2 separate regions of the Mus musculus genome follow, and region 1 is linked to region 2. Evidence: chromatin contacts called from public HiChIP or PLAC-seq data. All regions are on one chromosome and are shown on one strand. The core of a region is the stretch at or near the end of the contact, and the rest is flanking DNA. Distances in the headings are between cores, read along the strand shown.

What was found. HiChIP or PLAC-seq counts read pairs in DNA pulled down with a chosen protein or histone mark.
Region 1: a contact with region 2 is called in an H3K4me3 HiChIP or PLAC-seq map of bone marrow-derived macrophages, with 4 times the contacts expected there. The contact joins the enhancer-like site here to the promoter of Smn1 in region 2. A contact is called at or near these places in 2 of 39 promoter capture datasets (macrophages and stem cell-derived epiblast-like cells), 3 of 484 Hi-C or Micro-C datasets (embryonic stem cells, myeloid progenitors and neutrophils), 2 of 115 datasets of contacts at active chromatin or transcription factors (bone marrow-derived dendritic cells and bone marrow-derived macrophages) and 3 of 9 other capture datasets (adipose tissue, liver and pancreatic islet).

What each region holds. Positions count from the first base shown.
Region 1 is chr13:100,181,725-100,186,115 of GRCm38.p6, forward strand. Naip2 (NLR family, apoptosis inhibitory protein 2) reads right to left here. Exons shown (of 16, transcript NM_001126182.2): 5 at 2,033-2,114; 6 at 1,181-1,232. Among named protein-coding and RNA genes, the nearest start is that of Naip2, 18 kb to the right of the region's middle. Within about 2 kb of position 2,652, at least 35 of the 459 cell types and tissues checked have an H3K27ac peak or open chromatin away from gene starts, as enhancers often do. A contact at or near this core is called in bone marrow-derived dendritic cells, bone marrow-derived macrophages, macrophages and 2 more, where this site is marked.
Region 2 is chr13:100,121,428-100,126,489 of GRCm38.p6, forward strand. Smn1 (survival motor neuron 1) reads left to right here and starts at 3,428. Exons shown (of 9, transcript NM_011420.2): 1 at 3,428-3,538. The coding sequence starts at 3,467.

The DNA of each region.
Region 1 (4,391 bases), core at 1,402-3,901, 60 kb after region 2:
TGCATTTAATTGTGAACATCCCCCAGCTTAATGATGATCTTAACCATTCTAACCATCAAGCCATTCTAGTATGCTTTGGGGAACTGGGGATGTAGCTCATAGGTAGCATGCTCTCCTAATCTCCTTGGTTCCATCCCCAGCACCTGAGAACCTCCATCTCAGCACTCAGCAGGAGGACCAAAAGTTCAAGGCTCATTTGAGTGTGAGGCCAGTCTGGGATAGAAGAAACACTAAAACTTGCTTCCAAAACATTTTATCCACTATTTTAGTTGTTTGAAGGGAAGCATCTGTTACAGTACCAACACTACACACTTAGTTATGCATATCTACACTAAAAACTAAGTCACTTAATGAATGGATCCTTGGTACAGAAGCTTGCCACTAAACCTAATAACCTCTAAATTAATTCTCTCATGGTAGAAGGAGAGAACCAAGTCCATATAAGTTGTCCTCTGACTTCTGCACCTTTACACATGGGACCCATGGGCATCCACATACAATAGTAAGTAAATAATTGAGTCTATAATTTTTACATTTACTTTTAAATTTTTCTTTATTTTTGTCTGCATGGTTGCCTGCACCACACATGTGCAGTGGCCATGGAGGTCAGAGGAAGACACTGGATCCTCTAGAACTGGATTTTCGGAGTTGTGAGTTGCCAGAGGGTGCTGGGAACTGAAGCTGAGTCCTTTCCAAGAGCAGCAAAGTGCATTAACCACTGAACCATCTCTCCTGCTCATAAAGTAACAACAGAAACAAACCCAAAATCATTCCATAATAGAGAAATCACTTATGAAGATAAGTTTTAAAGAAGGGCTGGAGAGATGGCTCAGTAGTTAAAAGCACTGTCTACTCTTCCAGAGATCCTGAGTTTAGTTCCCAGCATCCACATCAGACAGTTCACAAATGTCTGTAACTCCACCTCCAAGGGACCGAATGATCTTGTCTGGCTTCCAAAAGCATCTATATACATGTGGTGTGTGTGTGATCATGCACACTCATACTCACACACACACACACACACACACACACACACACACACACAGAGAGAGAGAGAGAGAGAGAGAGAGAGAGAGAGAGAGAGAGAGAGACAGACAGACAGACAGACAGACAGAGACAGAGACACAGAGAACACAAGAGAGAAATAAGCAAAGTGTTTGGAATGTGTCTGAGGTTTTACCTGATACCATAGGTAATTCTCTTCTGACCCAGGAATTCACAAAATGTTCTCCCTGAGGAAAGAAATTTGGTTACTGACTGATTAACTTATAAAATATAATTCATCTCTGAGCTGCAACTGAAGACGTTTCTCCACTAAAGCCAAGTTTCATTAGAGCAGCAGAATTTGGGCAAATCAGTCCTTTAATTTTGGTTTGAGTTTTATTGATTTGGGGGATTTTATGCAGTTCCAAACATCAGTGAAATGGAAACTTTCTCAGGGTCACTCTTACCAGACACCCAGCTCAACAAGAGAACTGCAGTTACACACACAGATGCATTTGACTCATGAGGAACTGAGACATGGGAAGAGGGCTCACATCAGAAGGGCCTCTCCAATTGAGCAACTCTCCCTCTGAGAGAACTGCACCCAGACTTTCAACCCATGCTGTCTGCAGATGCTGCTTCTGAGTCATCAGCAAATACATCTCCTTTGGCTTCAGTTTGGGTTGTGTTTCCCAACTGCCCTCACTAGTTTGAGTCTAAATGCCCAGCTGCAGGAGGCATCCTGAGTGCCCTGCCTCTGTCAGGTACCACAGAGGACTGAGTGTGACATCCAGGTAGAGGCTACAGAAAGATGCTAGGGGAGTGGCCTCAAGCAGAAGCCACACACAGCCAGCTTGAAAACCAAGTTAAGTGGTTCCAGCTTAACAGGATAACAGGATTTGTTTTCCTCTCTGCAGACAAGAGGCAGGAGAATGAGAAAAGAAAGGGAGAAAGACACAGAATCCATCAGAAAACCTCACCCTGACAATTCAGACGTTATTAGGTAAAGAACATACACTATTAGACATAGTTGTCTGTTGTAGATTACCGTTACATGAAGAAATCCTTCATAGCTTTGTACATATTGGGTAATTTCCTCTGGGGACTTCTTACTTTGAAGAAATTCACATCTAGGGTTAAAAATATGTTTAAAATTTATCCCTAATATTGGCAATATCAATATTGATGAAAAATAACCCCAATATTTCAGTGAAGATTATCTATATCACAATAAATATTCACTAAAAACCCATCAAATTGTTGAATTTGGTACTTCAATAAAACTGTCAGATTTTCCTGAAGTCTTACTCATAAGGATTAATACTGTTTAAAAACTTTAAAACATTCTAATGATAAAGTGCATCATTATTTAAGCACCAAACCTTGTGCTGGCTATTTTTGTTTGTTTTTGCTTTTTTGTCAATTTGACATAAGCTAGAGTCATCTAGGAAGAAGGAACTTAATCTGAGAAAATAAGGCCATTAGATTGGCCTGTAGGTGAGTCTGTGGGTCATTTTCTTGATTAATGATTTATGTGGGTGGGCCTAGTCCACTACAGGGGGTTCCACTTCTGAGAAGGTTGTCTTGGGAGGCATAAGAGAGATAGGTGGACATGAGCCTGGGAGCAAGGCAACAGGCAGTGTTCCGTCATAGTTTCCGTTTGTTCTTACTTATGTTCCTGCCCTGACATCCCTCGGCGGCAGGTTGTAATCTGTTTGTGTAAGCCAAATCTACTCTTTCCTCCTCAGATTGCTTTTGGTCATGGTGTTTTTCACAGCAAGAGAAAGCAAAGTAGGACAGACCTTATTATTATTTTAATTTTTATTTCAAGACAGGGTCTTCCTGTGTTGTGATGGTGATGTCAAAGTCTTGATCTCAAGCAATCCTCCCACCTCAGCTGCAACAGGAGCCTGCACTATAGGTATATAATATTATACCCTGCTGTTCTTTTCTTGAAGAAAATATGCAATAGAATCAAAAAGATCGATTCACAGTAAGTAGAGGGTGGAACTCACTCTCTCTCTCTCTCTCTCTCTCTCTCTCTCTCTGTCTCTCTCTCTGTCTCTGTCTCTGTCTCTCTCTAAATCAATGTAAGCATCATAAGAGATGGAGGGAGAAGGACATTTGAATATGGTGATAATATTTTATGGTATTAGACATTAATAGTCTTCTCATTTAGGAGACATAACAATACTGTGGCTCTTTTTTTTAAAGTCATGATTTAAAGCTATATGCTAAATGGATGACAGATGGAACCATGTGTTAGCTGGAATTTACTTTGACATAGCCCAATCATTACTGTTCCACAGGGATGGTGGGAAAGAGATAGACAAAATACGATTAGAGCAGCTTCACAGAGGTGTGCATTATACTTCCTCTGTTTTCTGTGTAATTTCCATAATGAAAGTCTGAAAAGCAGTTAAAGGAATGAATGTTTATATGGCAGAAACAAAAACAACAGGCATAAAAACCACACCACTAAACACATTATTAAAAATAAGTAAAATGCACTTCTTTTTCTAAGCATCAATAACAAAAAATTCTGCATGTCCAAAATAAAACACACTTGTTTGTCTCCAGTGGCATTGGTGTGAGGTGATCTAGGACTTGGTTCTCTTGCCATTTTTTTTTAAATCATAAGATGGCCTTGAACTCCCAATTGTCCAGTGTCCACCTTCCTAACCATCATTTCCATTCCTGTGCAGATTAACTCACTCCTTGGTTAAGGTTAAGTCATGAAACTGCTGCTTGACAAAGAAAATTGTAGTATTGGGACAACAAAATAACATTTAATAATTGTTAGGTGGCCTGGATAGAATGTCCTTAATGTACTTGTAGAATACCTGAGTTCAGTGCCCAACACCTACTTTGGGCAACCACAGTAACTCTAGCTCTAAGGAGGAGAAGAATACCTGTGTCCTCTAACCAGCACTAACATGCACATAACCCCCCCACCCCCAATTACTAAAAATTAAAAGGTGGGTCTGGGGAGATGGCTTAGTAGGTGACACATCCCATCTAGAAAAGGCTTTACCAAGTGAATGAGTTTTCTGGAAATGGCCCACCATCTTGCGTGGCTGCAATGGGTGTGGTCTGAGAGGCAAGGTCCCCAGAGACTTCATCCTAGGATTGCTTCTTGCTGCTGATATGCCTTTCCCTGTCACTCTTACATTGCTTAATGATTTCCTGGGTATTCACATACTCTGTTGAACAGAGCTCTTGCAGAATCAATATGAAGATGTACTTTCATGGAGTAGTAGTGTTTAGACCAGTTGATGATTTCAGAAAAAAACCTGATAATTTCATAATTCTTGATCTGATTTTATAGACCCCTACATTTATACAAGTAATCTCTAGCTCCCTATAGAATAAAAGCTGCAAATAGGACTCTGTAAACTTTTATGTGT
Region 2 (5,062 bases), core at 2,178-4,677:
CTCTAAAAAGTCTTTAATTTCTTTCTTTATTCCTTCCTTGACCAAGGTATCATTGAGAAGAGTGTTGTTCAGTTTCCACGTGAATGTTGGCTTTCCATTATTTATGTTGTTATTGAAGATCAGTCTTAGGCCATGGTGGTCTGATAGGATACATGGGACAATTTCAATATTTTTGTATCTGTTGAGGCCTGTTTTGTGACCAATTATATGGTCAAATTTGGAGAAGGTCCCGTGAAGTGCTGAGAAGAAGGTATATCCTTTTGTTTTAGGATAAAATGTTCTGTAGATATCTGTCAGGTCCATTCGTTTCATAACTTCTGTTAGTTTCACTGTGTCCCTGTTTAGTTTCTGTTTCCACGATCTGTCCATTGATGAAAGTGGTGTGTTGAAGTCTCCCACCTTTATTGTGTCAGATGCAACGTGTGCTTTGAGCTTTACTAAAGTGTCTTTAATGAATGTGGCTGCCCTTGCATTTGGAGCGTAGATATTCAGAATTGAGAGTTCCTCTTGGAGGATTTTATCTTTGATGAGTATGAAGTGTCCCTCCTTGTCCTTTTTGATAACTTTGGGTTGGAAGTCGATTTTATCAGATATTAAAATGGCTACTCCAGCTTGTTTCTTCAGACCATTTGCTTGGAAAATTGTTTTCCAGCCTTTCACTCTGAGGTAGTGTCTGTCTTTTTCCCTGAGATGGGTTTCCTGTAAGCAGCAGAATGTTGGGTCTTGTTTGTGTAGCCAGTCTGTTAGTCTATGTCTTTTTATTGGGGAGTTGAGACCATTGATATTAAGAGATATTAAGGAAAAGTAATTGTTGCTTCCTGTTATTTTTGTTGTTAAAGTTGGTGTTCTGTTCTTGTGGCTGTCTTCTTTTAGTTTTGTTGAGGGATTATCTTCTTGTTTTTTCTAGGGCGTGGTTCCCGTCCTTGTATTGGTTTTTTTCTGTTATTATCCTTTGAAGGGCTGGATTCGTGGAGAGATAATGGGTGAATTTAGTTTTGTCGTGGAATACTTTGGTTTCTCCATCTATGGTAATTGAGAGTTTGGCTGGGTATAGTAGTCTGGGCTGGAATTTGTGTTCTCTTAGTGTCTGTATAACATCTGTCCAGGCTCTTCTGGCTTTCATTGTCTCTGGTGAAAAATCTAGTGTAATTCTGATAGGGTTGCCTTTATATGTTACTTGACCTTTTTCCCTTACTGCTTTTAGTATTCTATCTTTATTTAGTGCATTTGATGTTCTGATTATTATGTGTCGGGAGGAATTTCTTTTCTGGTCCAGTCTATTTGGAGTTCTGTAGGCTTCTTGTATGTTCATGGTCATCTCTTTCTTTAGATTTGGGAAGTTTTCTTCAATAATTTTGTTGAAGATGTTTGCTGGTCCTTTGAGTTGAAAATCTTCATTCTCATCCACTCCTATTATCCGTAGGTTTGGTCTTCTCATTGTGTCCTGGATTTCCTGGATGTTTTGAGTTAAGATCTTTTTGCATTTTCCATTTTCTTTGATTGTTGTGCCGATGTTCTCTATGGAATCTTCTGCACCTGAGATTCTCTCTTCCATCTCTTGTATTCTGTTGCTGATGCTGGCATCTATGGTTCCAGATTTCTTTCCTAGGGTTTCTATCTTCAGCGTTGCCTCACTTTGGGTTTTCTTTATTGTGTCTACTTCCCTTTTTAGGTCTAGTATGGTTTTGTTCATTTCTATCACCTGTTTGGATGTGTTTTCCGGTTTTTCTATAAGGACTTCTACCTGTTTGGTTGTGTTTTCCTGTTTTTCTTTAAGGACTTGTAACTCTTTAGCAGTGTTCTCCTGTATTTCTTTAAGTGAGTTATTAAATTCCTTCTTTATGTCCTCTACCATCATCATGTGAAATGCTTTTAAATCCAGGTCTACCTTTTCAGGTGTGTTAGGATGCCCTGGACTGGGCGAAGTGGGAGTGCTGGGTTCTGATGATGGTGAGTGGTCTTGGTTCCTGTTAGTAGGATTCTTACGTTTACCTTTCGCCATCTGGCTATCTCTGGAGTTAGTTGTTATAGTTGTCTTTGTTTAGAGATTGTTCCTCTGTTGATTTTGTTACCCTCTACTAGCAGACGTGGGAGACTAGCTCTCTCCTCTGAGTTTCAGTGGTCAGAGCAGTCTCTGCAGGCAAGCTCTCCTCTTTTAGGGAAGGTGCACAGTTATCTGGTGTTTGGACCTCCTCCTGGCTGAAGATGAAGGCCCAAAACAGGATCTTTCCCAGAAGCTGTGTTGCTTTGGCCAGGAAGGTGGCCGGTTTTCTGGAGCCGAAGATGTCACCGCCTCCTCATTTTTTTAAATTGCAGGTTTTTGTGGTTTTGAGACATTGTTTCAGTGTTCTGTTGGGTAAATATCCCCTAATTTAGCTAAGGCACTCTGCCTTTTACCAGCTCAGTAGGATGTGTTTCCCAGATACTCTGTCCATGTCCGCAGCTGGGAACATTCTCTTAACAAACGATCTACACCCACATCACTATCAGTGTGCCCCTGGTCCAATTTTATTTTGTTAAATCCTGGAACACAAGAACCCACAAATCTCACTGGGCGCTTTTGGGATGCCCTATTGTCTATGCCCTATTCCAAGATCCCCTAAATTGTAGAAAACAGTGGGTTTTGCCAGGCTGTGCCCTGCCCTGGGAGAGTCCATCATAGTTTGAGACAGGGGCTCGCTGCAAACCTCTGACTGGCCTGGAACTTCGTATGTAGACCAGGCTGGCCCCAACTCATACCTGCTTGCCTCTGGAAACTCCACCCTACAAGCAGCTTCTGACTCCATCTTGAGGGAGGTGACTGAAACCTCTGGGTACACCAGAAATAGCACCATCTGCCAGGACTTATCTAGTTTTTTGTTTGTTTTCTACAGGCTGATAGGTGGCTTATTCCTGAGTCAATCTGTAAATTTATTGGGATAAATCAAAACTATGGTGGCACATGGGATATCGAAATTCTATCAGGAAAATCAGACTCAGGAATTTACCAGATATGCCAGATGAAGGAAATGGTCGACTCCCCTTACCTCAACCTTGGGCCCATTACAAAACAGACACCTAACACTGCAAAAGGCCCGATACCAACCCATCGTCTAATAATTGGTGTGTGCATCAAGAACCAGCAAACACAGGATGCCCTTATTGTGAAGGTTCATCCCAAACTCGGGAAGCTGAGGTAGCAAAGGCCAGCCTAGGCTATATAGCGAGGCTGACTTGAAAAATGAAAAGAAAAGGGCTGGAGGGAGGAAAATAAATTGGAAGAAAACAGAGGGAAAGGTTAAAAAAAAAAAAAAGAACTAGAAGACAGGTGGAGGGGAGAAAGAGAAAAGACAGATGTGGGAGGAGTGAGTTGGAAGCGTGTAGGAGGTCTCTGGCTGCCTCCGGGCCACCGTACTCTTCCGGTCCCAGAAGCCCCATGACGGAAGTCGTCATTGAGTGAGCCCGGCAGCGTCCGTGGTAGCAGGCCATGGCGATGGGCAGTGGCGGAGCGGGCTCCGAGCAGGAAGATACGGTGCTGTTCCGGCGTGGCACCGGCCAGGTGAGGTCGCGGCTCGGCGCTAGCACTCGGAGCGCTGCCCGAGACCGAGGCGGTGCGAGCTCGGGCCACATCCGCAGGCGGCTCCTGGTGCAGCTCGGGCGCCGGCGAGGCTGTGAGCCACGCTTTGGTCCTGTGTGACTGTGAGGGGATGTGCAGGAACGGGGACAGGCTGGCTGAAGCAAGGCAACCAGATAGGAGCCATTGGAAAGCTCCAGATTTAGGTCAGGATGAAGATGTTCACAGGGACTTTAGACTAAAATGCTGGTTTTCTGGATCCAGTTTTGTAACCGGAAAGACCAAGTGTTGCAAACAACAGTTGATAAAGTTTGAGAGAGAGGGATAACTAAAGTTGCCCGGAGTAGTTGAAAGTTGCTATTGACTGCATTGCATTCAAATGTATACGACAGCAGATCCGAGGCAGGGTTGGTGGTGCACGCATAATTACATGCACAAACACTTGGGAGATGGGGGCCGGAGGGTCGGGAGTTCAAGATCCTCGGTTACAGCGTGAATTCCGGACCAGCCTAAATTACAGGGAGACTGTAGAAGTAAGATAAACACTGGTAAGTACGAGGGCAAATCAGAGCCAAGTTGGTGGACTGTGCATGTGATCAGTCCCAGCTCCTGAGGCAGGAATGTGAAGTTGAGTCTAGCCTGGGAAACAACATACTCCATCTAACGAAGTTTAAAACATTAGGACCTCGGTCGTCTTATGGTATGGCAACTGATTTCTGCTTGGGGCTTGGGGTGGGAGAAGAGAATTCTGGGCAGCTTTGGGCAGTGCTGCATTTCCTTCTTTGGGGGACAGCCCAGCAATTCCTATTCTGAATAAAGCTTTGCCCTTTGTCCTCAGGGGAGCCCTGGCGGTCTGGTTCTCTCCTTAAAACCACAAGGTTCCTGTGCTAATTTGTCATCGTGGTAACTTCTTCATGCCCAGGGTGATGGGTCATGTTTACAATCTCAGGGGTAATCTTATTGATTGCAGCTTCTTTCTTGTTGCTGTTTTGTTGTTTTGAGACAGGTCTCACAGGGTAGCCTTAGGAGACTTGGAACTCTCCATGTAAGCCAGGCTGGCATCAAACTCAAGGAGATTGCCCCGTCTCAGCCCCCCCTCCCGCCCCCATTTGAATCAGGGACACATTCCATAACCTAAATTGGCCTGGAATTCAATATGCTAGACTGGCCTGGAGCTCTTGGCAACCCTACTGTCTCCAGCTCCGGGATATTGGGATTGTAGATTATAGATATGAGCCATTTTAATTTGTAGTTCATGGTTTTGTTTTTGTTTGTTGGTGTGCTTGTTTGTTTGTTGGGATAGAGTTTTATGTTGTAGTCTATGCTGTCTGGGAACCCACTATAGCCCAGACCAGTTTTGCCTTGGCAGTCCTCTGCTTCTACTGAGTACATTGAGGCTTTCTTAGGTGCTAGGATCTCTGTGTTCGTGCGTGGTGACTTTCTAGAAATGTATCTGCCTGTAACACACACTCTGAGTGTCTGGGCTGTAGGCATTGCTGGGGGTTGATC